Linked DNA regions of Zea mays: region 2 is linked to region 1. Evidence: chromatin contacts called from public Hi-C data. All regions are on one chromosome and are shown on one strand. Each heading gives the region's core, a stretch centred on a gene start, on an enhancer-like site or on the middle of the called end of the contact. The rest is flanking DNA. Distances are from core to core; before and after follow the strand shown.

Region 1 (7,830 bases), core at 2,196-4,695:
GGGAACGGCGCCCGTCGTATGGCCCGGCTGAAAGCCTGCAGACCGGGTGGTTCGGGCGAGGGACTCCGATCCTCCCCGCTGTCGTAGCGTCCCCCACGCCTGGAGTGGTAGCCTCGGCGTACCCTCTCATCGAGGTGGGCTCAACGGTTGCGGTGGTGGTGCTCGTTGCCGAGGCGACCCGGGGCCGCAGGCGCCGTGTTGCGCGTGCGCTCGGTGTGGACCGAGGCTTCCCGCATGAATCGGGAAGTCGCGGCGCGATGCTCCGAGGGGTACCCCTGCCTTCGGGAGGCAGAGCTTTCGGCCCGTCAGACCGCGGCATCCTCCAGGAGATTCTTGAGCTCTCCCTGGATACGCCGCCCTTCGGTGGTCGATGGTTCCGGCATCGCGCGGAGTAGTATCGCTGCTGCAGCCAGGTTCTGGCCGACCCCACTGGAAGCCGGTGGCGGCCTTGCCCTGACGTCGTCGGCAATGCGGTACTGGATGCCCTGGGGTGGATGACGAGCTTCTCCGGCCGGAGCTTGGTCTGCCCATTCCTGCCCGATGTTTCACCGGAACGGCTCAAGTGTTCCTGCTCCCTCGTCGAGCCTGGCCTGCATCTCGCGGATTTGCTCGAGCTGTGCGTCCTGACCCCCCGTAGGGACTGGGACCAAAGCTAGCTCCCGAAGGATGTCAACGCGAGGCGCAGGCCTAGGGGGATCGCCGTTTTCCGGCATACCAAGATGGTTGCCTTCACCGGGACCCCCTAGATCGACGTGGAAACATTCACGACTTGGGCCGCAGTCCTCGTCGCCGAGGCTGCGGCTACCATCGGAACAATCGGAGAGGCAGTAGTCGCATGCGGTCATGAAGTCCTGCATGGCACTGGGGTTACCGAGCCCGGAGAAATCCCAACAAAAGTCGGGCTCGTCATCTTCCTCGAAACCCGAGGGTCCGTAGGTCGAGACGGCCGTCAGTCTGTCCCAGGGCGACCGCATATGGTACCATGGAGGGTTGGTACATGCCTCTATGAAGGCTTCCACCAAAGCGAAGCCGCTCGGTGGGTCGAGGCTGAATCCAAAAGGCGCGAGATGGGAATCGGTCAGTACCTCTTGGTCGACGGGCGGTGACGAAGTCGCGTCAGGGGCAGACTGCACCGTTGTCTCAGGTACGAGGGCGACGCCCAGCAAGTCCTTCGCGAGCGTGCTGGCGTCGTCCGTCTGCTCGGAGTTGGCGTGTTGCGGGGAAACGGCGCTCGTCTTCGTCTCAGACGCAAGGTTGAAGCCCGACGTGTCCCCCGCTGGGGCGCCGGCGTCGTCGACTTGCTCGACAGCCGACGAGGTGCCGCCTCCTGCTTGACCATGGTTGCCCCACCTCCTCCTCCGTCGGCGGGGGAGGTGGCGGGACAAACCCGGATGTTGTTCTTCCGCCACGTGGGGAAGATGTCGTTGATTCCGCCGCCGGCGGGTGGGCTGACGGCCGCCATTGTCGCTGTCGCGCGGCGGAGGAAGGAGTACCATGTCGTAGCCGCCGTCGAGGGACATGAACTCAAGACTCCTGAAACGGAGCACCGTCCCGGGCTGGAAAGGTTGCTGGAGACTACCCATCTGGAGCTTGACGGGAAGTTGTTCGTCAACACGCAGCAGGCCCCTACCTGGCGCGCCAACTGTCGGCGTTTCGACCCCGGGGGGTCCCTGGACCGACGAGTGAATTGTCGCCGCGTGTCCCAGCCCAGATGGGTCGGCGCGAGATGGAGCACGAAGGGGGGAAGAGAACAGGCAAAGGGGAAACTCGCGGCCTTCGTGTTGCCCTGCGCCCAGGTCGGGTGCGCTTGCAGTAGGGGGTTACAAGCGTCGGCGTGGGAGAGAGCGAGTGACTTAGGCGTCAGCCTGCTCCCCCGTGCGGCCAACCTTCTCGTACGAGAGCCCTGGACCTTCCTTTTATAGGCATAAGGAGAGGGTCCAAGTATACAATGGGGGGTGTAGCAATGTGCTAACGTGTCTAGCAGGGAGGAGCTAGAGCCCTAAGTACATGCCGTCGTGGCAGTCGGAGAGGTTTTGGCACCCTGTTCATGTGATGTCGTGGCCGTTGGAGGAGAGCTGGAGCCCTGCGGAAGGACAGCTATCGGGGTTGTCGAGTCCTTGCTGACATCTCCTTGCTTCCGTAAGGGGCTGAGAGCCGCCGTCGTCATGGAGCACGCGGGGCGCCATCATTATTTGTTTTCCGGGGCGAGCCAGATGGGACGCCGGTCTTGTTCCCTGTAGCCTGAGCTAGCTAGGGGTAGGGTAATGATGGCCTTCCTTGCGACGTGGCGAGTCCGAGCCCGAGGTCGGGCGAGGCGGAGGCTCCTCCGATGTCGAGGCTGAGTCCGAGCCCTGGGTTCGGGCGAGGCGGAGTTCGTCGTCTTCCGGAGCCGAGGCTGAGTCCGAGCCCTGGGGTCGGGCGAGGCGAAGTCCATCTTCCGAGGCCGAGACGGGGGCCGAACCCTGGGGTCAGGCGAGGCGGAGCTTCCTATGTCGCCCGAGGCTGGACTTAGCCGCTGTCAGCCTCACTCTGTCGAGTGGCACAACAGTCGGAGTGACGCAGGCGGCGCTGTTTTCTTGTCAGGCCGGTCAGTGGAGCGGCGAAGTGACTGCGGTCACTTCGGCTCTGTCGACTGAAGAGCGCGCGTCAGGATAAGGTGTCAGGCCATCCTTGCATTAAATGCTCCTGCGATATGGTCGCTTGGCGTGGCAATCTGGCCAAGGTTGCTTCTCTGTGAAGGCTGGGCCTCGGGCGAGCCGAAGGTGTGTCTGTTGCTTGAGGGGGCCCTCGGGCGAGACGTTAATCCTCCGTGGTCGGCTGCCTTTGCCCGAGGCTGGGCTCGGGCGAGGCGAGATCGTGTCCCTTGAGTGGACTGAGCCTTGACCTTAATCGCGCCCATCAGGCCTTTGCAGCTTTGTGCTGATGGGGGTTACCAGCTGAGATTAGGAGTCTTGGGGGTACCCCTAATTATGGTCCCCGACAAAAGGATTATAAGACATTCTTTATTAATCAAAGTAAATAAGTAATGAGTATTCATTTTTTTAGCTTCTAAGTTTGTCACACCTTTAAAATAACATTTTCCTAAAGTGTGTGCATATTTAAAACCATTTGCCTAATTAAAAGAAATAGAATAGTTACTATAAATATAAAATGAAACCTGCATTTCATGTTGGAGTATATTGTTTGTGCATTTAGAAGTTTGATATTCAAAACTTTGGTTGAATTTGAACCTTGGATTGAAAATAGAAAACAAAATAAAAAGAAAGCAGGAAAAGAATAAAAAGAAAAGAAAAGTAAAAGGCAAACTTACTAGCGCCTGGGCCAAAACCCATCTGCAACCCATCTCTGCGCTAGCCCAGTCTTCACCACGCGCTCCCGCACCTCCTACATCACGCGTGGATCTCTATGTCTGTCGTGTGGGCCACCTCGGGCAGTCTCTACATCACACGCGCACTCGGACGTCCCCCTACCATGTGGGCCCGGCTAATCGTTCGCACAAGCCACGCCTGCGCCTCACCCTGCCCGCTCTAGTGGCCGACCTATGGACCCTGTTGCCTGGAGCCCCTTCTTCTCTGTGTTGGTTGCAACAAACTCAAAATGGAACCACAGAGATCTCGTCGTAGCCATCGCTACTCAAGCTCAGCCATCTCAACAACCACTCCCGCGATGCAGGGATTTGTTCACCTCCCTGCCCTTCTCAGGTTCATGCCTGCTATTATATAGATAGCCGAGCTCCTCACCTTAGGCCATGAGCACCATTGCAGGGTAGTTTGAACTAGGAAGATGAGGGGAGCCGCTGCACGAGTAGCGCATCTGCGCTGGCATTCGAAGAAGGCAAAGCACTATCCTTTACTCCTGGCAGCTCTCTACAATCATATATTGTCCTCACAGATCAACACGAGTCTTTTGTGCGCACTTTGTCCTCACTCATGTGCACTTAAGAAAACTACCCGGCCGGTCACCCATCCCAAATTGCTCCAAGCTAAGCACGCTTAACTTGGAGGTTCTTTTGAGATAGGCTTCCGAAAAAGAAGATGCACCTTGTTGATATGAGTATATTATTAATTCTATTAAGCCTTGGGCTAGGATATCACCTTCCACCGAGGCCAGGATATCACAATCCACCCCTTTAGAAGACCGACGTCCTCGTCGATCAACCCTATTCTAGGAACCTCCCCTCTTGGCCACGTCCGTGTGTCTAGTATCATCATATGCCATGTCATGTGACCACTTCAGGCCCACATGTGCCATATACCCGAACCCCTAACTCACACACGCCCGTGAAACCAAAAGGGTCGGCTCTGATACCACTTGTAACACCCTGTTCACTCCTGAACCGGTAGTACTTACTCCTAGCAGCTCTCTACAATCATATATTGTCCCCACAGACCAACACGAGTCTTTTGTGCAAACTTTGTCCTCATTCATGCGCACGCGAGAAAACTACCCGGTCGGTCACCCATTCCAAATTGCTCCGAGCCAAACACACTTAACTGGGAGGTTCTTTCGAGATAGGCTTCCAAAAAGAAGATGCACTTGTTGATATAAGTACACTATTAATTCTATTAAGCCTTGGGCCAGGATATCACCATCCACCAGGGCCAGGATATCACAATCACCGGGAGAGGGCCACGTCTGCTCGGCGCCCAACCGAGCAGGGCGAGGGTGGAACAGTGGGATTTCTCACCGGAATGCGAGGGCATCGCGGAGCACGTGGACCAGAATACTACTGCATCCTTGTCAGTAAGATGCCCCTAGAATACTCGTTATCATGACTGCTTGGTATTGCATAGATCAATCGGGAGCTTGTATGGCGGGAATCGTGAATCGGCGTGCGCCGGCCTTGGCCGTCGCCGCCTGTTGCCGTCGGGAGGAGTCAATGGTCTCTGTCCGTTAGATCTTCAGCTAACACGTAGGATTAGAAGTACGTAACCATTCTCGGTAATTAAATCTCAGTCGTGGGATCAGATCAGGCACTATGGAGTGTTGAAGGGTTCTCGAGCCTCAGATGTGATCTAACGGCATGGATTGCGACCGTTTGATGTGAGTCCCCATCTAATCTAGGCCACATGTTTTAGATCTGGCGGCCCACATGGGTCGATACCCCTTCGGCCCTGATATTTTGCATAAGAGACCCTATGGAGGACACTAATAAACCTGTGGTCCATTGTTACATCATGGATAGGTCCTATCTCTTGCAGTTTAGCCCCTATTTTCTTAGATACTAGAACCCGAGACCCAGACTAGATTTATGATTTTCGCAAATTGATTTTGAAAATGATTTTACGTATAAAATTAATCCATAAATCTTTGAAACTTCTTACTTCTCCGTTCTAACTCCGATTTTAGTGGTTCTCGAATCTAAAATCTCGTAGCAATGCGTAGAATATTCTTACGCAGTTTGTTCTCATGTTTTGATGTAATGTTATCATAGCCATCCATTATTTGTTTATTGTATGTATTGCTACGAATAGAAGCGAGGTCGCGAGGAATCTGAAGCCCAATTTGGAGAAGTACCTAGAGTTGCATCAAAAAGACAAGTTGTGTCCTTGATCACATTCTTTGACCTAATAATGATCTGTTAATCACCATGGCACTGTTAGGTTAAGCTGATGGGACCTAATAGGTTGCCTAATTTCTTTACCCTACACCTTGCAAACAAATGAACTATTGAGTAGTCTTGCTATTGCTCTGCCTGGTTTTTATCTATACGATTTATGATCATGTTCCAATATGATTTATTATTGCTGGTATACTCTCATGCATGATAAGATAACTTTGTTTAATTGGAACATGGAGCGACTACCCGAGAAAATAGTGCTACAACAAGGGTGGAATGGGACGCCCTTGGCCAATTAATTAGAAAAGCTAGGGAGAGATTGCCTTACCTAAAAGGGACGATCGGGGAGTGAATCGCTATAGAGTATACGGAGGTTCTTGGGTCAATTGTTTACCTTACCCAAAAGGGAGAGAATCGCTACAGAGTATCAGGGAGTGAATCACTACAGATTATAGGGAGGTGGGCACCAATATTGATTACTTGTTTTTTATTCCTTCAGCTTATAAAAAATAAGGCAACATGATTAGATTAAGCTTCGTCTTTACACTTTAGTTCTCCTTCCTCGAAGAGAAGGTGAATTTAAAGGATGAAGATGTAAAAAAGCAAATGAAAGAAATATGAAAGACACTCAAAATTATACATAATGCACAAATAAGACACACAATCTAGTCTCACAAGATATTACTTTCACCTTCCTTTTTATTATTTAGTAAAGAGTTACATATATACCTTCAACTACGTAAGGATACAAGGCCAAGGTAGGAGAAATATAACTTCGTAGGTAGAACGACACGTTTCTCTCTAGCCAAAAGTGCGTCCAATGTACAACATTGTTCATTTATTTATATGTGTGGGGTACAATTTCGGCGAAATTACAATTGTGCCCTTAAGCCTATACATCTGAACTATCAAACATGTTGAGGGTAATGATGTATTTTTCTCTTGTTGTCTTGATGAATAAGCTTTGAAGACTCTTCGTAGTTTTGTCCAGCTTCGTCAATCACGCGTGCACATTATTTGTCCGAGGCTGCTGCCTTCATGCTCACGTCTGCGATTGTTCCATACGAGGATGGCCTTCGTTATTATACCTGTAATACTTAAAACAGGCTAGAGAATGGCTGTTAAATTAGTGCTTCGAGGACATTCGAAAGAAGAAGCCTCCCAACAGTCTTCATTGCAGTCATCCATTGGTAATAGTCGTTGCATGTCTTAGAATGACCTAGAGGTTGCAAGGCTGCAAGACTAGATAAAGCAGCAAGAGAAGAATTTGCCAAGCTCCAACAAGAGTATCTAGCTTCTTACAATGCACAAATGTAGGCATCGTTGCAAGTAAGAAATGTCAATACACAATGTAACTAGTATTTTGAGATATGTAAGTCCGAACACTTTGCAATCATATAGTCCTTGGCGCAGTAGCAGGGCAGCACATAACATTCCATCATGGCAGATGCTTGCAGTTTGGATGTTGCAGAACTTGATTGATTCAATCTGTATTAGTATAGTTTAGCCAAACCTACGCGATTCTACAAAAATTTAACTTTTCAAGCTATTTTAATTTAATCTACCTAAACTTGATTGATTCTAACTAAACTTATTACGTATCACAGGAATCAGGAATACTTGCACCAGACTACCTCTCAAACTTCATCGCCACAAATACCAACACCGAAAAATGGACGTGAGATGCACTTATCACTTCTTGTTATCATTATGAGATTTGTTCTTGTTCGTTTTTAACTTAATGTGTATTATACTCTACAGGATCCTCACTCGGCATCCCAGTTTGTTAACAACTTGTTTTGTCTCCAGAGGTAGCACTCACAACTCGAATGACGCTCACGTTATGTAATCTCGTTTGTGTACTAGACTTGATCATTTATGAGTTAACAACTTGTATGACAATGGAGTTTGTAGTGACTACGGATGGAATTATGTATTGATACTTATGTGTGTGATGAAAATTGTCGTGTTGATTTGAGTTGTGATATATGTGATGTGATGGATCTGGTGTTAATGTTACATATGTGTGTGTCAAAAGATACGAGAGCCTACGACTAACGCACTTGTTGCATCATCTTGACTTGGTCGATAATATTCACACGTACCCAGGTGTTGAAAAATCATAAAAATTGATTAGGTCACATGATAAAAAAATATAGTATAATTTAGGCATTGCGTATTGTTGAGCGTACCATTCTTATCCTTATATCCACTCGAAGCAACACGACATTGACAAAAAGGTAGTAATATAATATTAATTAACAAGTACT
Region 2 (7,830 bases), core at 3,881-6,380, 600 kb after region 1:
GGTGCGCCATCTGCGCCTGCTCTGACTTCTGCGCGCGCAGTACGCGCACTGTAGCGTTGTCAGCCGACCGTTGAACTCGACCGTTGCGCTGGCGACCGTTGCTCCGCTTGGCACACCGGACAGTCCGGTGCTACACCGGATAGTCCGGTGTATTATAGCGGAGTGGCTTCCCAAATTCCCGAAGGTGGCAAGTTTGGAGTTGATCTCCCTGGTGCACCGGACACTGTCCGGTGGTGCACCGGGCAGTCCAGTGCGCCAGACCAGGGCTGTCTTCGGTTGTCTTTTGCTCTTTTTATTTGAACCCTTCTTTGGACTTTTTATTGGTTTGTGTTGAACCTTTGGCACCTGTAGAACTTATAATCTAGAGCAAACTAGTTAGTCCAATTATTTGTGTTGGGCAATTCAACCACCAAAATCAATTAGGAAAAGGTGTGAGCCTATTTCCCTTTCACACTTCCTATTATTCACTTCAATCTCTATCTTCATATTTCTAGCTTGATCATATCAGTGCATAGAGATTTTTCCAATCTTTATCCATATAAGCAAACCAATGTAGAGACCATGTTATATTTATTGTACATTGTCTCCTTTGTAATTTAATCTTTGCTTCACATTTCCTCACTTATGCACTCTTGATTCATTCTTCAATATAATATCGTCAAGTTTGACTTCCTGTTGAACCTTTGTATACTACTCATTATACAGTATTCAATATACTCAATTTCTTGTTCAACACTTAGCAAACCTGTTAGACTTTAAATGTGCATAGACATTTCCCCACTTATCAAGAATGGTAGTCAATATATTATCCTCTATTTTCCATTCAACAAAACAATTAAAAATAGCCTGAAGAATGACAATACCAGTGTGTGTAGGATCCAATTAAAAAAAATTCAGAACACGACATTGCATAATCCAATCAACATCAACATAATGTGCCACCAAACACATATACTTAATATTTTGATTTGATGTCCATAAATTAGTAGTTAAACTTATTGATTCAGTCTCTCTAAGACTCTTCTTCATTAGTTCGTTCTCAGAATCATAAACTTTCATGCATTTATTTTTAATAGTCTTCCTACCAATGGGGTCATATTTGGTATTCATCCATTTCATCAAGATATTAAACCATTTATGCTTGACCATTCTAAATGCATAATCATGGACAATTATGATCTTGGCAATCAAAATTCTAGTGTGCCCATGATCATATTCAGTGAGACTAACAACAACTCCACCATATAAAGTAAAGGAGAGAGTACCTTGAGCAAAAATTTTCTTATCCTCTGCCAGCTTGTTCAAAAACTATGTTCACTTGCCTAGGTGTCTATTCAGTGTTGTAGTACTTACCCCTTGATGGTATAGATAAGACCTATGACAGAACCCGCACTTGGCTTTTGTCTCCATAACCCCAAGTTCTTTCGTGGATGTAACAATGACCACCTTAAAATACTTCTAGCAATCATCCCTCTTTACTCTATTCACCTTGCACTTGGAGGGGGACAACTGAATACCTTCTCTCGACCTATTTTCTCATGTCTTTGTCTTCTGAGTCTTTGACAACTCATCTCCATTAGCTAAAGGTAGGCTCTCATTGTCATGATCAAAGCTATTGGCCTCCGATTTTGATAACAAAACCTCCCTTTTCTACTCCTCCCATTGCCCCTTCTCCATCACAACATCGAGTTGCTGCACAAAATAAGGAAGCAACCAGCTTGATCATTCATGTATCTGCATAAAAATTAAATAATAACAATGATTACAACCTCGAATTCATTCAAATTTCAAAATCCCTTAGAATGCCTAGCAGGTCATTCATATTCTAGACCATTTTCTAGTGGTCCAGCAATATCTATCAATGTTGTACTTTCTACAATAGCATGGACTGAGAAAATAGGTCAAAAAGGCAACCAGCCTAACAAACATAACACAAGCGCAAACCTTTTCTATGGATACATGCGATGCTGATGATGCACATGCGGTACTTGCCGACGATGGCATCTTATTGGGCACCAGGGTCCTCGTGCGCTCGCTCACTGATCCAGAACTGGAACTTCGTCATGGTGGAAGACGTCCTTCGTGCGCGTCCGGGTCTTGGACCTCCATGGTCGCGATCGGCGGGTGGGAGCATGGGGCTATGTATACTGGACTGACTGTCAGGGGACTAGCGATGGGGGACTGGCTGACCGGGTGTCGACGACGAGGGACTAGACTGCAGGAGGGGATGGTCGTGGATGGGATTTGGGAGGGAGGGGCTAGACCACCGACGATCAGGCTGGCAGGAGGAAATGGAACCGCGCCACGAACATGGAAGACGGGGGGCGTGAGATTGCAGAAGCCACGGTCCGTGCGGTGTCGGGGTTGGCAGAGTGGTTCGCCATCCGCGGAGTGGGCGAGTCCACGAGTTGCGGCCTGCCGCCGACAGGGGTGGTAGACTGCAGGGGTCTGCGGAATGCATCTCGCTAGGGCTTTGAAGAGAGATACTTAGATGCGGTCTACGTCTCGCTCGGTTGGGCTGGCCCGCTTAGCGCCTGGGCCTAAGGGCGGCTGTGTAGTTCGTTCGGCTCCCGAGTAACTCGTGAGTTAAACCCGAGTTTGGCTAGTTAAGAAGTGAGCTAAAATATTAGCACAGCTCTCGTGACGCATTTTAAATAAATCGAGCCATTAAGAGCACTCCCAACGCTCCAGCTCATATGGTTTCCATAGAATTTATTGGACTGCCATGTCAGCTTTTTGATGATGTGGCAAGAGATTTATTGTGAAAGAGAAGGAACCGGTTTCTCCCCTGAGAAACGAAGTCTACTCTCGCACCAAGACGCATGGAAACGACCAAAACAGCGTTGAACCCCGTCGGTGGTTTCCATACTAGTTTTCTTTCCCTTCCCCGTGAGAAACGAAGTCTGCTTTTTCTGTGAAGTCATTAAATGTGTTCTCTGCATGGAAACTGTTTTAAACCATTTGCATTGAGAAGATTAGTTTCTATAAGTGGTTCCTTGACTAGGTGGCAGCTATGGAAACCACTGAGCAGTTTCTGGGTTGGGAGTGCTCTAATAAGTCCTGGCCATGGTCAAAACACAGAGCGAAAAACGACCCGTTGGATGCCCTCGGGATTACCAGTCCTGCGTAACACATCATCGCTGGAGTAGCCGCAGAGGGCTGCTGCACTGTAGCCCGCAGGCCGCAGGTAAAAAAAGGGGGAGCTTTTACTTTTTATCGTCTGACAGGGTAACAGTGTTAGTATTTAGCAAGCGACAACGCTGTAAACCACCGTCAATTACTGTAACTAGCTGACTCTGCCGGCGATCCCATCTTTTCTCCATCCTCCTCTGCCAATGACAATGACGACGCGCCGTGGGCCCGCCCGGCCGGGTCACATGCACGCGAATGCGATGATGACGTGGCCAGCAGATCCAATAGCGGTTACTTTCGTATGCGCGCCCGGCTGCCCGAAGACATGGCCCACCGGCAGTCCGTGAAAAAAAAACTGGGCCCGCACCGTACGCAGCACGCCTGACAGACGCTACGGCTACACACACACCGATCAAACCAGATCAACCACACAACAAACCGTATGGCCTCTTTATACCATGGTCTTAAAAGGACCTTTACGGTGGTAATACATGTACAGGTACTCCCTGTTTTTTATTTTTGCGGTCCTAGCGTGAATTCCCTTTCGCAAAGATAGTTTTGCCAACGGCCTTAGTAAAATATAAAGTTCTTTTAAAAAACAGTTTGCAAAAAAAAAAGACACGAAAAGATATGTTCAGTATGTAGTATGGACCTTCGTGCCCACCTCTTCTTTACACCATGTCTGGTACGTCGGTCCAACACGATCTGGTAAGCCGAGATCTAACTTTTAGCGTGACACGCAATATTGTTTTTGAGGCCATGCTATCAAGTATCAAAGTCGTGGCACATATCATACTCATGCAGTACACTTGTGTACATGACTGAAGTTGGTAAAAACAAATCTACTTAGGTCCCCTTTGGCAGGGCTCCTACTATTCTCAAAACAGGTTCGGCTATGGCTCCTCTGGCTTCTTGGCTTCTCTAGAAGAGTCAGAGCCGTTTTGCAATTCATTTGATAAAACAGCTTCTGACGAGGAGACGGTGGCAGAGGCTGTAATTTCGTAAAATATTATTGTGTGCCGGATAGAAGGAGCCGGCAGAAGCTTATTTTCTCGTGCTTCGGCTTCTAATAGCAAAAACGGCTCTGGCTCTTTGATGGCTCTCGGTGAGGAGCCGTTTTTTTTAAGACCGTTTGGTATGGCTTCACGAAGAGCCAGAAAAGGAGCCACCGAGAGAGCCCTGAGCGTTAGGTAATAGATCGAGATTATGATATAATAAACCATGGCCTGCTTAACGGTTTCTAGACATCTTGTCAAATGCCTTTTGCATTAAAATGGTGTTTCCATATGTGTTTCCTAAGGTTTACAAGCTTCGCCCCCAAATTTTTTTCTCTCTTTTTTTTAAAAAAGATCTTGTAGGAGTGTTTTCTCTGCTTCCTCTGTTTCAAATAAGCTTATTTGACGTCTACGGAAATGCAGTGACAAGTGCATGGAAACCTGAAACATTGCCCCTGGCGTGCACCCACCATGGTATGCCAAGATCAGGTCGCTGTTTACTGCAATGAGGCAATGAGCAAGAGGTAAAAAAACACAGCAAGCCTGCCGGAATCTATGAAACAGATTAGTGCACAACGAACACTAAACTACACACCATGTTGCCACTAAAAACAAATATAATAAGGTGTCGTAGGTGGACTGTAAAAGATGTTATGTCAGATTTATGTGACGCGGAAGGAAGAGAAACATAGAGAGAAGAAAATCGGGTTGTTCACGGGTAGCTAGTTGAAAGCGGATTGTTTACGGACTCAAGACAATTTACGATAGAAAAAATGGTAGACACATTATTGAATATAAATATTATAACATTAAAGGGTTATTATATCAGTATATATTTTTAGTTAGCTATATACGAAATGACAATATCATAGATTCCACTGTTAGCTATAATTACTCGTATTAAACTCTGAACGAAGATAACTTAAGCAAGCATGTCCACCCACTTCACCACCTACACATATCAGACCTATTTATTGCCATGTACTGTATCGGTTTCACTCTCACCGCCCTGTGCCTGCAGCTGCACCCTGCAGCGCTCACTCGCTCACTGACTCACTCCCCTCCCCTGGCCTCCTCCTCCTCCTCCTCTCTCTCTCTCCACTATCTCCCACAGCCGAACCAACATGCAGGGGCGCAGCAGGGACGCCGCCACCATTGCTGCAGCGGTGGCGTGCGCAGCTGTGCTGCTCCTCGGCGACGCCTGGAGCGTCTCGGCGCAGGCGGCGGCGGAGGAGGACAAGATAAGCGCCCTGCCGGGGCAGCCGCCGGTGGGCTTCGCACAGTACTCCGGTTACATCCCGGTGGACGCCGCGGGGAAGCGCTCCCTCTTCTACTACTTCGCCGAGGCGGAGGCGGATCCGGCGGCCAAGCCGCTCGTGCTCTGGCTCAATGGAGGTAAACTTCCACCTTGATTGTCGGCACAGCATACCTTTTGTCACTGCGCTGTGCATGCTGCTGCAGCATTATTGCCTGCTGCCTGTGTGGCTGTGCTGTGGATGGGGATGAAGGAGAAGGGGGGAGAATCCATGAAATAGCACTTGTTTGAGACGACGTTCACGAAATAGCATCCGATTTCAAGAAATTCATAGAATAGCACTTGTTTTACCAAATTAATTCAGAAAACAACACTCTATCTATATTTTGCATTCTTTTATTGCTTACCTCACATACAAATGGACCAAATTACCCCTATTTATCACAAACTTCTTTTTTATCTCTTATGTCCATAAGAACAACATAAATAAATAAAATATATAACTTCTATTTTTATAGTGTTTAATGGACCAAATATGTCTAATTTTAAAAGTTCGACGACCGAAGATACCTGGTTCTAAATTTAATAGTTAAATATAGACTTCTTCGTTCATAAAACATATGTGTCTATTTGTATGTTTAACACTATAAAAATAGAGGTTATATATTTTATTTATTTATGTTGTTCTTATGGACATAAGAGATAAAAAAAGAAGTTTGTGATAAATAGGGGTAATTTGGTCCATTTGTATGTGAGGTAAGCAATAAAAGAATGCAAAATATAGATAGAGTGTTGTTTTCTGAATTAATTTGGTAAAACAAGTGCTATTCTATGAATTACTTGAAATCGGATGCTATTTCGTGAACGCCGTCTCAAACAAGTGCTATTTCATGGATTCTCCCAGGAGAAGGGGGGAGAGCTCAGGTTTCAGTGCAAGTGCACCTGTGACCAAGTATTTTGTCTTGTTCAGTCCCTACTCCCAAAACAAACATTATAAAAAGGTCTAAATTTTTTTTCCCATAGTAACAGACATAAATAGAGAGCTAAAAGTGGGCTCGTGATTTAAAATTTTAAGAAACTATTCCAGTTGGACTTGTGAAAAATAAGAACATTTGCAAAATAGGAAAGCAAAAAAGGCTCCATAAACATCTTTAGTTCTTTATAGTGAGGCCGTGTAGGATGACTGGATGAGATCATCAGATTCCCTCTAGGATTCTTATCAGGATGACCTCCTTGTCCCCCTACTGTCCCTCTCTTTGTTTTGTTTTGTGTTCTGCTACCAACGCAATGTTTTGTTTGTTTTTCTTGGAGAGAGATTATGCTGAATGGTTCCCACATGCATGTGAGTGTAGGGCCTGGGTGCTCATCCGTGGGAGTGGGGGCGTTCTCAGAGAATGGGCCGTTCAGGCCTAGCGGCAATGCGCTAACGAGGAACGAGTACAGCTGGAACAAAGGTGAGCGTTTCTTCTTGTATGTTGCGGTAGCTATACCAAATGGTGTACGTGTACTACTACAATGGCTGGTGCAAAAAAAGAAGAAGGAGGACAGGAAATTAGGAAGTGTTAAAAACTCCCCTTTTGGTACCCCTGTTTGCTGTGTGTGTGTTTCAGAGGCCAATATGCTGTATCTGGAGAGCCCTGCAGGGGTTGGCTTTTCATACTCCACTGATCCTGCCTTCTATGAGGGTGTTGGTGACAGCATGACAGGTGAATCACAGATTATTTCTTTCTTTCTTTTCCACACTTGCAGACCCATATAATTCGTCTTTGGGTGTTTTGGATTTCTGAAGCCAGAGACAACTTGAAGTTCTTGCAAGGCTGGTTCGCCAGGTTCCCGCAGTACAAGGGCAGGGACCTGTATATCACAGGAGAGAGCTACGCTGGTGAGTAGAGCCATTTGGCTCCACTAGCATAGCACATTAGCACCTGAACTGAATCTGTGGCTTCATACATAGTCCACCTTCTGAATCAGCAGGATGTTGTTTCTCTTTCCAGGCCACTACGTTCCACAGTTAGCCCAGCGCATGGTTGAGTTCAACAAGAAGGAGAAGCTATTCAACCTGAAAGGCATTGCTGTAAGCAAACCACTGGCAAGCTTAGCAGACCAACGACACAGCGATCTTGTGAACAAGACCTGTCATTTTTTTCTCTCTCTTTCACCTGTCCTTTTGATCCTGTGAACAAATGAAACAGCTTGGCAACCCTGTGCTGGAGTTCTCCACCGACTTCAACTCGCGGGCGGAGTTCTTCTGGTCGCACGGCCTGATATCGGACTCCACCTACAACATCTTCACGACGGTGTGCAACTACTCGCGGTACGTGAGCGAGTACTACCGCGGCTCCCTGAGCACGGCCTGCGACAGGGTGATGAGCCAGGTGGCGAGGGAGACGAGCAGGTTCGTCGACAAGTACGACGTCACCCTGGACGTCTGCATCTCGTCGGTGCTCA

The links. A called contact is a pair of places that touch in the nucleus more often than the background predicts.
Region 2: a contact with region 1 is called in a Hi-C map of bundle sheath, with 4 times the contacts expected there. The contact joins the promoter of LOC100272373 here to the enhancer-like site in region 1. A contact is called at or near these places in 2 of 25 Hi-C or Micro-C datasets (bundle sheath and ear).

The regions. Positions count from the first base shown.
Region 1 is chr2:65,610,191-65,618,020 of Zm-B73-REFERENCE-NAM-5.0, forward strand. No RefSeq gene overlaps it. Among protein-coding and RNA genes, the nearest start is that of LOC103648186, 77 kb to the left of the region's middle. Within about 2 kb of position 3,446, at least 17 of the 20 cell types and tissues checked have an H3K27ac peak or open chromatin away from gene starts, as enhancers often do. A contact at or near this core is called in bundle sheath and ear, where this site is marked.
Region 2 is chr2:66,211,288-66,219,117 of Zm-B73-REFERENCE-NAM-5.0, forward strand. It overlaps LOC100272373 (Serine carboxypeptidase-like 46), which reads left to right and starts at 5,131. Exons shown (of 8, transcript NM_001156555.2): 1 at 5,131-5,522; 2 at 6,735-6,836; 3 at 6,993-7,088; 4 at 7,172-7,264; 5 at 7,377-7,456; 6 at 7,575-7,830. The coding sequence starts at 5,252.